Regions from separate parts of the Sus scrofa genome. Here all the other regions are linked to region 2. Evidence: chromatin contacts called from public Hi-C and HiChIP or PLAC-seq data. All regions are on one chromosome and are shown on one strand. Each heading gives the region's core, a stretch centred on a gene start, on an enhancer-like site or on the middle of the called end of the contact. The rest is flanking DNA. Distances are from core to core; before and after follow the strand shown. Region 1 holds the start of ELMO2 (engulfment and cell motility protein 2). Region 2 holds the start of SLC12A5 (solute carrier family 12 member 5). Region 3 has its middle 20 kb from the start of ELMO2.

What was found. A called contact is a pair of places that touch in the nucleus more often than the background predicts. HiChIP or PLAC-seq counts read pairs in DNA pulled down with a chosen protein or histone mark.
Region 1: a Hi-C map of embryonic fibroblasts shows a contact between it and region 2, with 2.6 times the contacts expected there. The contact joins the promoter of ELMO2 here to the promoter of SLC12A5 in region 2. A contact is called at or near these places in 9 of 47 Hi-C or Micro-C datasets (adipocytes, alveolar macrophages, blood and 6 more) and 2 of 2 datasets of contacts at active chromatin or transcription factors (alveolar macrophages and skeletal muscle).
Region 3: a contact with region 2 is called in an H3K27ac HiChIP or PLAC-seq map of alveolar macrophages. The contact joins the enhancer-like site here to the promoter of SLC12A5 in region 2. A contact is called at or near these places in 11 of 47 Hi-C or Micro-C datasets (adipocytes, alveolar macrophages, blood and 8 more) and 1 of 2 datasets of contacts at active chromatin or transcription factors (alveolar macrophages).

What each region holds. Positions count from the first base shown.
Region 1 is chr17:48,565,430-48,569,691 of Sscrofa11.1, forward strand. It overlaps ELMO2 (engulfment and cell motility protein 2), which reads right to left and starts at 2,233. Exons shown (of 21, transcript XM_021078300.1): 1 at 2,148-2,233.
Region 2 is chr17:48,189,422-48,193,650 of Sscrofa11.1, forward strand. It overlaps SLC12A5 (solute carrier family 12 member 5), which reads left to right and starts at 2,651. Exons shown (of 26, transcript XM_021078314.1): 1 at 2,651-2,858. The coding sequence starts at 2,738.
Region 3 is chr17:48,585,504-48,589,741 of Sscrofa11.1, forward strand. No RefSeq gene overlaps it. Among named protein-coding and RNA genes, the nearest start is that of ELMO2, 20 kb to the left of the region's middle. Within about 2 kb of position 1,253, at least 1 of the 83 cell types and tissues checked has an H3K27ac peak or open chromatin away from gene starts, as enhancers often do. A contact at or near this core is called in alveolar macrophages, where this site is marked.

The sequences.
Region 1 (4,262 bases), core at 983-3,482, 380 kb after region 2:
AGGCTTAAGGTGATTAAATGTCACCGGTATATAAAACTTCTAGCATTGCACACCCCCACATGTGGCTACTGAGCACTTGAAATATGGTTACCACAAGCTGAGATGGACTCTAAGAGTAAAACTCCTACCAGATTTCAAAGATTTAGTACACACACACAAATGTGGAATATCTCATTAGTATTTTTATATTGACTACATGTCAAAATAATATTATTTGGGAGTCTATTAGGTTAAGTAAAGTATATTACAAAAAGTAATTTCACCTGTTTTTTACTTTTTTAATGTGGCTACTAAAAAAAAAAAACCATTTTAAAATAACTAATTTTCTTTTCCTTTTTTTGTCTGCCCTAACACATATGGAGTTCCCAGGCTAGGGATGAGATCCTAGCCGCAGTTATGACCTGTGCTGCAGCAGCACGGGATCTTTAACCCACTGTGCCAGGCTGGGGATTGAACCCGTGTCCCAGCGTTCCAGGGACACCACCGATCCCATTGCACCACAGCAGGAACTCCTAATAATTTTTAAATTACACGTATTGATTGTATTTCTATTGGTCACCAATGGTCTAGCGCAGAGCCTAGCACGCTTTTTTTTTTTTTTTTTTTTTTTTTGCTTTTCAGGGCAGTATATGGAAGTTCCAGGCTAGGGGTCAAATTGGAGCTGTAACTGCTGGCCTATGCCACAACCACTGCAACGCAGGATCCGAGCTGAGTATACGAGCTGAGTATATGACCTACACCACAGCTCATGGCAACACTGGATCCTTAACCCACTGAACAAGGCCAGGGATCAAACCTGAATCCTCATGGATCCTAGCTGGACTCTTTATAACGGCTAAGCCACAAAGGGAACTCCCTGACACACTTTTTGTGTAGGACCTCAGGGACATGACTCACACGAACACCCTGTTCCTCCTGCCAAAGCCAAGTTTTCCATTCATTTATTTAAAACATATTTACAGTGCCTGGCCCTGTGCAAGATGCTGGAAATACAAGAAGCAAAAGCAGATACTACCTTTTTCCCTGTGAACCTTATTATCTGGTGGAAATAGACAAGCCTATTTTCAGCCATTCAAGGGTTGTGAAGGAGAAGTATACAGGGTGATGAAAGTGGGGAATTCATTTGGTGAGGGAGTCGGGCGCCAGGGATGCCTCCTGAGGAAGTGATACTTGAGTGGAGATTTGAAAGATAAAGAGGAATTTACTGGAGTAAGCCAGGCAGGGAAGATATGCCCCGGAGTAGGAAGACCAAGGGTGAAGACCCTGAGTAGGGCTGGGGCTTGGTATGTAGAAGGAACACGAAAAGGTGAGGAGAGTATTGAGCAAGAGGGGTTGGTAGACTGAGACCAGGGAGGAGAGGTCGGTGGGTTCCCCTCTCCAAGGCTTGGGAGAGGATCCGGGGCTGGCCCTGCAAGAGGTGGAAGAGGCGTAGTTGTAAGCAGCGGAGCGTCCGGATCCGAGCCCTCCGGCCAAGGGGCAAGGCCCTTGCGGATCGGCCAGAGGGCATGTGGGCAGATCTGGTTAAGACGCGGCATCGGTCCGGGTAAGAGGCGAAAGAGGGCTGAACTGACGAGCAAGCAGCGGAGATACAAGTAGACGGACTGGGGTCTACCGAGCCGGGCCGGATAGACCGGGCGGGGTGAAGAGCCTTGTCTATTGAAGGGGGTGGCGACATCGAGAGGATCTGGGCGTCTGGCGCCCGGGGCCACCCAGCCCCAAACACTCTCTGGGCGCCTATCAAGCCCCTTCCCATTCGGTCCCTCTCCCGTCTCCTCCCTCACCGTCTCGTCGCACTCCGCGTTCCACCCACCCACCCTCCTCCTCCCCTACCCCTCGACCCCTACCCGGTCCAGCCCCCGCCCCTCGAGGCCTGGCCTGCCCTCTTCCCCACCCGTAGACCCTTCCCTGTCGGGGACCCAGTGCCCCTCAGGTCCGGGGGACCTAGCTGGGCCGCGACCCCTCTGGGGCCTGTCGTACCGGCGCGGTGCAGCCCAGGCCCGCCCTCTCCAGCCCCTCGGTCCCCTGGGCAGAAGCAGGCCGCAGCTCTCCGCCCGCTTCCCGGCCCAGCCTCTCCTCCCTGCGTCCCTCAGGCCAGGCCCCGCTCCGAGGGCGGGAATGCCCGAGCCCCCGGCGCGCCCCTCACTCACCAGAACGCCAACCTAGGCCCAGCTCCCGCAACCGGGTCTCACCGCCGCCGCCGCTCCTCCAGCCTCCGCCCGCCCCACCTTCCCGGGACCCCGCCCCGCGCAGGCCGACCCGGGCTCCTATTGCTCCGCTTCGCCGTCACGCTGAACTCTCCTCCTTCAACTGGGTTGATTGCCTGTCACTCAAAGGAGGGCGGGCCCAGATGCTGAGGGGAAAAGCCGGCGATCCCCGCCCAGCTAGCGGAGGCCTCTTAAAGACATAGGCCTCCTCTGCCGCCCCAGGCTATGGGTTCTGGAGGAATGGGATTTCTCCTCAAATTCAAGAGGCATTACCAGCCCCCCACCCCACCCAAACTTTTCTTTTGGCACTGCCTGGGTTCCTTGTGATAAATCAGAGCTTTTGAGGGCTCAGCTGTCCTCTGGTGGCACTAAGCCCTGTGCCCGGCGGGCATGTAACGCACTCATCAGTGGGATAACTGTGGCTTGAAGAACTGAGTGGGAAGTGACAGTCATGTCAGAGGCTGTGAGCAGCCGCGGCTGCTCACCACCGAGTTGGAGCTAATTATACCGGCACCCAGGGCTGACCGTGGGCGCTGAGCAGAGGCAGAGGGGTACAGCTCAGCTGTACTGTTGGTAGGGACCCGTGGGAGGTGGTATTCGTCACTGCACCTGCAGATCGGAACAAGGCCAGGCACTGCGCCAGGGCCTCGCGCTCGCTCGTGCTATCTCCATTTACACTCACAGCAACTCTGATGTAGGTATTACGCTGATCCTCTGATGGCAGACTTAGTGATGGGCTGAGCAAGATGCCAGCCTGTGCCTGTTTGATTCTAAAGTTTATGCTTTAACCTTTTTTTGGTCTCACAGATCCTTACAACCACAATGGATGGTGGGTATTTTGTTGCCTCTTTTACCGACCCTCAGCTGGAGAGGCTAAATAAGGAAACTCTTACCCAGCAAAGAAACTAAATGACAGCTCCCATTTAGATGGTGCTTCTGTCAGGAAAGCATCAGAAAAGCAGTTTTACATATGTTGTTTCATTTGATCCTCAAAATATCTTCGAAGTGAAGATGATTCTTATTAGTCCTATTTTACTGGTGAATACAGTGATGCTCAGGGAGGGTGAGGTTTAGGAATAGATAACATTGCCACTGCCCTTGCAGAAGTCATCAGTTTATTTTCCATAAATGACCATTGGAAATACTTTTGGCCATACAACCTCTGTCAAAACTATTCAGCTGTGCTGTTATAGCCTGAAAGCAGCCACAGACTATATGTAAGCCAATGCGTGTGGCTGGATTCCAATGCAACTTTATTTACAAAAATAGGCAGTGGCCTGTGGCTATAATTTGTCCACTCTTAGTCTACAGGGCTGTGGATACAAAAGTGTTTAATAGACTTTTGCTTTGTGGGATTCTCACAGCAACCTTGTTATTATTCACACTTTGTTTTTCTTTGTACAGCCTCATCTGTGGCACATGGAAGCTCCTGGTCTAGGGGCTGAATCGGAGCTGCAGCTGCCACAGCCACAGCAACACTGGATTCCAGCCACATCTGCAACTTACACTGGATCCTCGACCCACTGAGTGAGACCTGGGATCTAAGCTGCATCCTCACAGAGACAATGTTGAGTTCTTAACCTGCTGAGCCACAGTAGGAACTTCTAGTCATACTTTAAAATTTTTATTTTATTGTAAAACAAGGAATTTTACTTTACTGTTCAAAAAAATGTCTTTCTTTTCTTGCCTGTGCCCATGGCATATGAAAATTCCAGGGCCAGGGATTGAACTGGTGGCACAGCAGCAACCTGAATCACTACAGTGATAACTCGGGATCTTTAACCCACTGCGCCACCAGGAGAACTCCCATACTTTTAAAAATTATTATTAAGGTATTATTGTTGCTGATGATCATCCTCATCCTTTTACAAAGGAGGAGTCAAAAGCTTGCAAAGCTTAGGCTTTTTACTCGAGGTCAATTCAGGAACTTGAACTCAGGTCCAGCTTTCCTCACTCCCAATTTCATCTTCTGTCTACAAAAGTGGATTATGGGAAGGCATGAGCATTCCACCTTGGTCTAGCAGATCTTTTTCTTGCCCCATTGCAAGATAACAGGCC
Region 2 (4,229 bases), core at 1,401-3,900:
CGACTCCGCACGGTCCTTAGGTGCCGCTCCACCTTCTAAACACCCTCTGCTGTCGGTTGTCACCACCTTTACTAAAGGACATCATCTGCCCTCAATCAAGCTTAAAACCTGACCAGTCCTCAAATCTAGGGATCTGTTAAATGCTTCATTCTGGTACAGGGTTTCTCAACCTGAGCACTCTTGGCAATCTGGACCAGATAATTCTTCACTGGGCAGGGGGGGACTCTCCATATTATTTAGGATTTAGTTTTTGGTTGCACTTGTGGCACTGGGAAGTTCTGGGGCCAGGGATCAAATCTGTGCCACAGCTCCAACCCGAGTCCCAGCAGTGATAATGCCAGATCTTTAACCCTCTGTGCCACCAAGGGAACTCCCATTGTAGAATGGTTGATGTCTTCCTCCCGGAGGTAGTGGGGTCCAAGGACAGATGCGAGACCCATTCAGGGTCTGTTGATCATGGATCCTAACTGGAAGTGGGGAGTGCAGGGAGGTGATGGTGAATCTGTGGCTTAGAGCCAGGCAGTTTTGGTCTTGGTGCAAAAGGCAGATGGCACAAGTGGCCTCTACCCACCAGATGCCAGTATCATCCTCCTTCCAGTTGTGACAAACTAAAATGTCTCTGAGTATTGCCAAATGTTCCCTGATGGGCCACACTGCCCCCCACTTGAGAACCACTGCTCCAATGCAACAAACATACAGACAGGTCAGCCCATCACAAGTGTACATTACAATATAGTTTCACAAACTGAACACAACTGTAACCAGCATCCAGATCAAGAAACAAAACATCACCGGCATCCTAAAAACCCCCGCATGCCCTCTTGTAATCACTGCCTCTTCATCCCAAGAGTTACTATCATCATTTATAACAGCTTAAAGATACATTTTTTTTTTTTTTGCTTTTTAAGGGCTACCCCAGAAGCATACAGACGTTCCCAGGCTAGGGGTCGAATTGGAGTTGCAGCTGCTGGCCTACACCATGGCCACAGCAACGCTGGATCCTTAACCCAGACAGCAAGGCCAGGGATGGAACCCTCATCCTCATGGACACTAGTTGGGTTTGTTACCACTGAGCCACAACTGGAACTCCTTAAAGATAGACTGTGACTATTTTCACGTTAGTTAAACAGTATTTTACAGGCATATACCTTGGAGTGGAATTGCTGGCTAGACAGGTATGTGTAAGTTCAACTTTAGCAGATGTGACCAAACAATTTTCCAAAGCGGTTCTGCCCATCTATATTCCCACCAGCAATGCATGAGATTTTCCAGGATCCTCCTTGAGGCCTCTTTCCATTACATGCAACGTCCAATCCAGCAGCAGGCCCTGTAGGTTCTACTTCCAAAATGTATCTGGAATCAGATGACTGCCACCATCCTAGCCCAGCTAACAGTACCTCTTACCTGGGGGTCTGCAGAAACCTCCTCATCAGACTCTCAGCCTCTACGCCTGCCCTTAGTTGAGTTTTCACCCAGCAGCCAGAGTGACCCCGTTAACATATAAGTCAGATTACTTCATTTTCCCGACTCAAAAACTTCTCACGGGTTCCCTGGTAGATTAGGAAAGAATCCAGATGCCTCCCTGAAGCCTTAGGATCTGCCTTCTTCTCCTCCCTCATCTCCTCACCACCACGCTTTTCGCTCACTGTTCCAGACACACTGGCCTTCTTGCTGCTCCCTAAACCATCCAGGCCTCTTTTCACCCCGGGGCCTTTGCACTTGCTATTTTCTCTTCAAGAGAGCTCTTCCCCCACATCTCTGCTTAATTGGCTCCTTCTCATTAGTGAAGTCTCAGGTTAAATATTCCATCTTCTGAGAGGTCTTCTCAGACCATGCCCTAAAGCAGTTCTTCCCTCTACTCATTATCCCTGGGCCTCCTCTTCTTCCTCTTCTTCCTCCTCTTCCTCCCCTCCTTCCCCTCCTCCTTCCTCTTCTTCTTCTTCTTCTTCTTCTTGTCTTTTTGCCATTTCTTGGGCTGCTCTCGCAGCATATGGAGGTTCCCAAGCTAGGGGTCTAATTGGAGCTGTAGCCGCAGGCCTACGCCAGAGCCACAGCAACGTGGGATTTGAGCCGCGTTTGCAACCTACACCACAGCTCATGGCAACGCCGGATCGTTAACCCACTGAGCAAGGGCAGGGACTGAACCTGCAACCTCATGGTTCCTAGTCGGATTCGTTAACCACTGCGCCACGATGGGAACTCCTCACCTTTTCTTCTTAACATATACAACAATCTCAAATTATCTTGTTTATGCGTTTGCTCACTTATCATCTCTCTCCTCTCACACATTAGGACTTAAGCCACACGAGGGAAGGAAGCCAGTGGGTCTCATCCAGTGCTGTATCCCCAGAGCCTAGCACCAATGCCTGAAACACAGGTGAGCTGTCAAGATGTGCTGAATGAATGAGTGTGAATGAAACCCAGATGTTTAGGAGACCCCAGCAGAGGAGCGCCGGTTCCAGGAGCCACATGCTGGGGTCCCTGGTACAGGGAAAGCTCTCAGCAGCGAGGGGGATCCTCAAGCGGTTCCAGTGGAATTGAGAGTCCAGGGCCTCAGAGCTAAGTGATGAGATACAGAGCCTCAGCACAGCGGGCACTAGGACCCTGCGCGGCGCCGCGGCCGGCGGGGGGCGGCCGGCGTGGAGGGGGAATCCGCTCTTTCAGCCTTCAGGAGCCGGGCTGCGGCCACTTGTGCAATCTGGGCCCGTTCCGCGGCCGCCCGGCCCCTTTCCGCACCATGAGCCGCAGGTTCACTGTCACTTCACTGCCACCCGCGGGCCCTGCCGGGACCTCTGACCCGGAGTCCCAACGGCATCCAGCAGCCGGTCTCCGCCACCTCTCTGGGGAAGACGCCAAAGGTAGAGGCCGCAGGGGGGCGGGGCCTACCGATATGGGGGCGGGGCTATGGAGGGGAGTGGGGGGGCCCCCCTTGGTGGGCAGGTCTTGTAGGGAGGGGCGGGGCCATGGCGGGGTGGGGTAGGGTCCCAGCCGAGGGCCGGAGAAAGGAGAGCGAGTTGGGACCTAGGAAAGTGGGGTAAGGCTGGTGGAGGGGAAATGATGAAGGGAGGGGCCAGAATAGCGGTGGGCGGGGACACAGAGAAGAGGGTGGGGCTAGAGTTGAAGGGGAGGATCTTGTGATGTAGGGGCTAAGACCTAGGGGGCTGGGCCGGAGGGCAGTAAAGGGGCGGGGTCACATCGGATAGGAGGCGGGACCAGAGAGGGAGAAGGTGGAACCAGGAAAAGGGAGGGCCGTGTGGGTGGGTCCAGAGCCAATGGGACGAGGCAGGACCAGCTTGGGTTTGGGGGTAGAAAAGGGCGGGACCACAGAAGGGGTTGGGCCAGCAGTATAGGGGTAGAGTGGCGGGCAGCAGGAAAAATGAGTTCCGCTGGGTCGCCGGGTCATTGGTGCCTGGCGGATCCTTCAGTCCTCAGCCACCCGGGAGGCGTCGCTGCCAGCGCCTGGGGAATCCCGGGAAGGAGACGGGAGAAAAGAGAAGTTTGGACCCCAGACAGCTAGATCCTGGGAGGCTCCTTTGGCGACTCCAGTCCCGACCTTTTGGGACTCAGCTCCCTCTACTCCTGCTCCACAAGCAGTGGGTGGTGCCAGCACTAGAGTAATGGATTAGGGGCGTCTTCCTGGAGGGCCCAGGGCAGTGGTCACGTCATGGAAGTTACATACAGGGTACAGAAGAGAGAGGAGGGAAAGGATCCTTCTAGCCTTCGGTGAAGAATTAGCATCCTGGATGCACACACAGTTTTCTCCGCAAGGGCCACCTGTCAGGGGTTCCCCTCCCTGACTCTGGGCCCCTCAGGTCTGGAAGGAACGTGGAGAATCGGCTCCAAATGGCCCCAGAGCAGGGAGGAGAAAGAGCCTCCCCAGGCCTCCAGGGGTCGCTGCTGAGCCGCAGGTGAGCTCACCCCGATTCCAGCAAAACTGAGCACCAAAAACCCTTTAGGGGTTTCAAACTTTGGCAAACCTCCTCTTTGGGCAGATGACTGAACTGAGGCCTAGATTTCTGGAAGGCTCCAGTCCCGTGAACCAGCCACCTCCTGGACGTGGTCACTAGGAATTTTAGGGCTCTTTTCTTTCTTCATCTTTCCCATAATCTGCCCTTTAATCACTTTCAGGAATGTCCTTACAGCCTTACAGATTTAAAAGTCAGAACTCTAGGAGCCATCCTCAACCCCTTCTTTCCTCCTACCACCAGATCTGATTGTTCCTCATGTCT
Region 3 (4,238 bases), core at 3-2,502, 390 kb after region 2:
CATTCTCCAGCTTCCCCCCGCCTGGACATCACTTCAACTGACATGTGTTTCTTGCCTGGTGAGACAACCTAGACCTTCCTCTTCAAGGAGTCTGAACTCTTACTTGCCTTGCCCTTGTCTAACTGTGGTTGCTGCCATTACTCTCTTGCCCGGAAGCCCTAAGAGATGCTCCGGGGATTCCCAGGTTCCAGTTGTTCCCACTGTGTAGCAGCTACCCATGCTCCTCACACTACAGAGTGGCTTCTCTCAGCCCAGAGAGTTTCTTTTGTTGCCTGCTAATCCACTGGCAGGAAGACCCCTAATGGCCAGGAGGTAGTCCTCTATTCCTAGAGCAACCACCCCATATAAAAGCCCCAGTTTCAGTGCATAGACGATATTCTGCAGAGTGACACCTAACCCGAAGGCATCTCTAACCTAGGGCCTTAACTAAACCTTGGACAGGCCATTCTACCCTTCTGTCAGGCTGATTGCTTTGGGTGATGGTGTAAATCCTTGCTACTCAAAAGTGTGTGTGTATGGACGGGATCAGCAATCATCAGCTTGATAGAAATGCAGAATCCCAGACCACGCCAGATCTACTGAAACAGAATCTGCATTTCAACAAGAGTCCTAGGTGATTTGCATGCACATCAGAGTTTGAGAATTGCTGTACATAAAAAGACCAACAAATCATGTTCACTGAAACAGGGTAATGCCTGGGAACAGAGGGAGTAAGGGGGTGACAGGTGGGGAGGAAGAGTGGGGTACAGGGTGTGGCTGTGGATCTGGAGCAATGCTTAAACTGAATTATGTACAAGTACCAAGTTCTTTCCATTTATTTGTTTTCTTCCTTTTTTTTTTTTTTTTTTTTTTTTTTTGGCTGCACCTGCAGCATGCAGAAATTTCCAGGCCAAGGATTGAACCTGCACCACAACAGCGACCTGAGCCACTGCAGTGACAACGCCAACCTGCCGTGCCACAAGGGGACTCCGAGTTCTTTCCATTTATTGACAAAAGTTACTTAATTTAAAACAAGGTGCTGAAATTTTTTTTTTTTTTTTTTTTTTGAGGCAACCAGCTTCCAAGGTTTATGGTAGAAGCAAGATCGAGTGCATGTTTGCGGTCTAGTCTGGGTCCAGTGAGAGCCCAGCCACCAGAGGCCCAGGGTCCAGGAGTTACGGTCAGAAGGAAAGCAGTAACATCTGGGAGCACTTGACTTATGCAAATCCAAGGACTTCCTGAGGAAGAGGCTGCGCCTGCCCTCGTGAGGGTGCTTCAACCTCATTGCTCCACCGCTCAGAAAGCTGAGGGGGAGGAAATAAGAGGGCTGAGTCCTTCCTTCCCCAAACGCTAGCAGAGGAACCTAGGGCACGAGAGAATCCTTGTGGGACCAACAACCCCCCAGCTGGAACACTACTGACCCAGAAGAGCGAAGCCTGCTGGGCCGTCCATGTCTCAAGACTCTGACCCACCTGCACCCCGGGGAGCCAGCAAAGAAAAATACCAGTGTACCTATGGGGTCCTAGAAATGAGAAAGAACCACCCTCACACAGACAACAGCCCGTATGAAGGTACTGGAGGAGAAAGAAGATAATCTGAACAGAAGTCAGTGATGAAAATAACACCCGAAGGAGCCACAAATACAGTGCAATGTGTGCGCAGGCAGGCGCGCGCGCGCGCGCGTGCGCGCACACACACACACACACACACACACACACGAGAAACTCATGTTCTGGATCAATGGGAAATCTCATATTCAGACTAAAAAACCTCGGGAGATGAGTCAAGGGAGAGGACAGTTACGGCTTAAACGTGACAGGGAAGATCAAATGGAAAAAAAAACCCCACAAGTCAGAAATTCAAAGAGATGGAAATAAGGTGAAATAAAAGAAGTTGGGGGAATGATGTCAGTAACCAAATATCTGCGTAACTGAATGACTCAATATTGGAAGTGTAATTATTGGAAACATGGAAATTTATAAAATGGGGGGAATGGGGGAGTTTCCTTTGTGGTGCAGTGGGTTAAGGACCCGGCATTGCTGCAGCTGTGGCATAGGTTGAACCTGCAGCTGGGATTCGATCCCTGGTCTGGGAACTTCCATATGCCATAATGACGCAATGGAGGAAGTTTTCCTGAAGAAGTCTTGATCAGAAGATTTGAAAGGTTCACAGGCTTCCAAACAGAGCTTATAAAAACTAATACGTACCTTCAGGCACAGACTGAGAAAAATGAACTCCAAGTATATATACCAAGCTTACCAGCCTTCAGAGAGGGAAAATAAGTAACTTACAAAGAAAATCAATGAGGCTGGCATTGGACTTCTCATCTGCAATCCTGGAAGCAAACGATGATGTAATGTTACCTACAGACTTTTGAGGGGGAAAAGGAAGCCTAAGGGAAAGATGAATAATAACATGGGACTATAGGTGGTGCAGGATCTCAGCCTGGAACTTGGGGAGGGGCAGGTGGAGATGAAGAGTAAGAGCATTAAATCTCTTTGGGGGCTGGGAAGCACGGAGATGTGAAAGTATTATAATGGGTCATCTTTTTCTTTTTCTTTGTAGGGCTGTATCTATGGCATATGTAAGTTCCCAAGCTAGGGGTTTGAATCAGAGTGGTAGCTGCTGGCTTACATCACAGCTACAGCCACAGCCACACTGGATCAAGCCACATCTGCAACCTATACCAGAGCTTGTGACAACACTGGATCCTTAACCCACTGAATGAGGCCAGGGATCTAACCTGCATCCTCATGGACACTAGTTAGGTTCTTAACCCACTGAGCCACAATGAGAACTCCTATAATGGGTCATCTAAATGTGGAGAAATAGGTGTTTTTCATAGAAGGGAAAAGATTATATAAATGTGATCATGTATTTTTTCTGAATATTAAAGCGAAGAGGTATTCTCTAGCTCTGCAGAGCACTAAAATCTAAAAGGAACACAGATAATAAATGGTTGTTTTATCGAGCCAGCAAAAACAAGAGAGAGAGAAATAACACAGTTAAATAAATAGTAACCCGAATTAAAATGGAAAACATAAAATAAATATAGCCACCTTTACTGTAACCTCAAACGGGCTGAAGTGTCCTATTAAAACCTGACATGTGCTAACTAGGATTAGAGAACAAACCCAGGCATGTGCTATTATTGTTAGGGATACCGCATTAGCCAGAATTGCATGTAACACAAACCTGAATCACAGTGGTTTAAACGTATGAAAAATGTGTTTTTCCTTGCGTAGGAAGGAAGGTAGGTGGTGCATCTGCTCAAAAAAGCTCTACTTTACTGTCCATTCTAGATTTCCCCTCACCCTTAGCACCTCTGCTGGATGCAGTGGCTTACCTGGTGGTGTGACCTTCAACCTTCACTCGGAGGGATCCGGGCCCCTCCTGGTCACTCTGCTGTTCACAGTATGAGGCCAAGATGGAGGCTCATGTCCATTTACCATCGATATTCGGCACTTCCTCCACATCCTGAGCTCAGGTTTCTTCCTCCTCTGTCAGCTGGTCATAAGGGACCCACCTCCCACTGCATGCAGCCATTGCTTTAAGCCAAGGGACAGGCAGCAGATGGAGGAAGTGGGGGTTACTTGTGCAGCTTACTCCTGCCATCAGGCCCTGCTCTGCTCAATCTTGTATGTCTCAGTGCCATCCTGCTGTGTTGCTGGGCCTGCCTGATCTCAGAATCAGGTTGGTTGATCTGACAGAATCCAACTCATTGTGGAGAGTTCTGGCTCCATGGGCCAAGCAGCATGCCAGGAGCTATTTACTGAAAGGTGTGTACATCTCTGCTGCAGAGGACATGGCCTGGCTCCAGAACCCCGCGAGTCTTGAGTCGTGATTTCCCCACTGGGACTTGCTATGAGCTCCACTCAGCATCTTTTCCCACCACTGCTATCTCTAATCCCTAGGGTCTTCTAGGTCACATGGCCCAAGCTTTGGGGCTATTTGCTTTGCAGCGTGGACCCGCTGCAGAGCTCGTCCCAGCTCTGGACCCCTCTCAAAGATGGCAGACTTGCATTTCCCCCAGTATTTGGATCAGCATAGTATCCCCAGGTTTGGAATATTCTGTCTCCAAAACCCAAGGAAGACTCCCAGCGTGACATTTCCTTCTTTGTGGCGGGAGATGAGCGGTGCAATGGTTTTTTTTTGCCTGTACTCTGGAGGGGATGGTCCAGCATGCTTTACAACATTGTAAACATGTTACTTATCTGGCAGGCCCTACATCTTTGAAGAGTTTATCTCACACCGTCTAG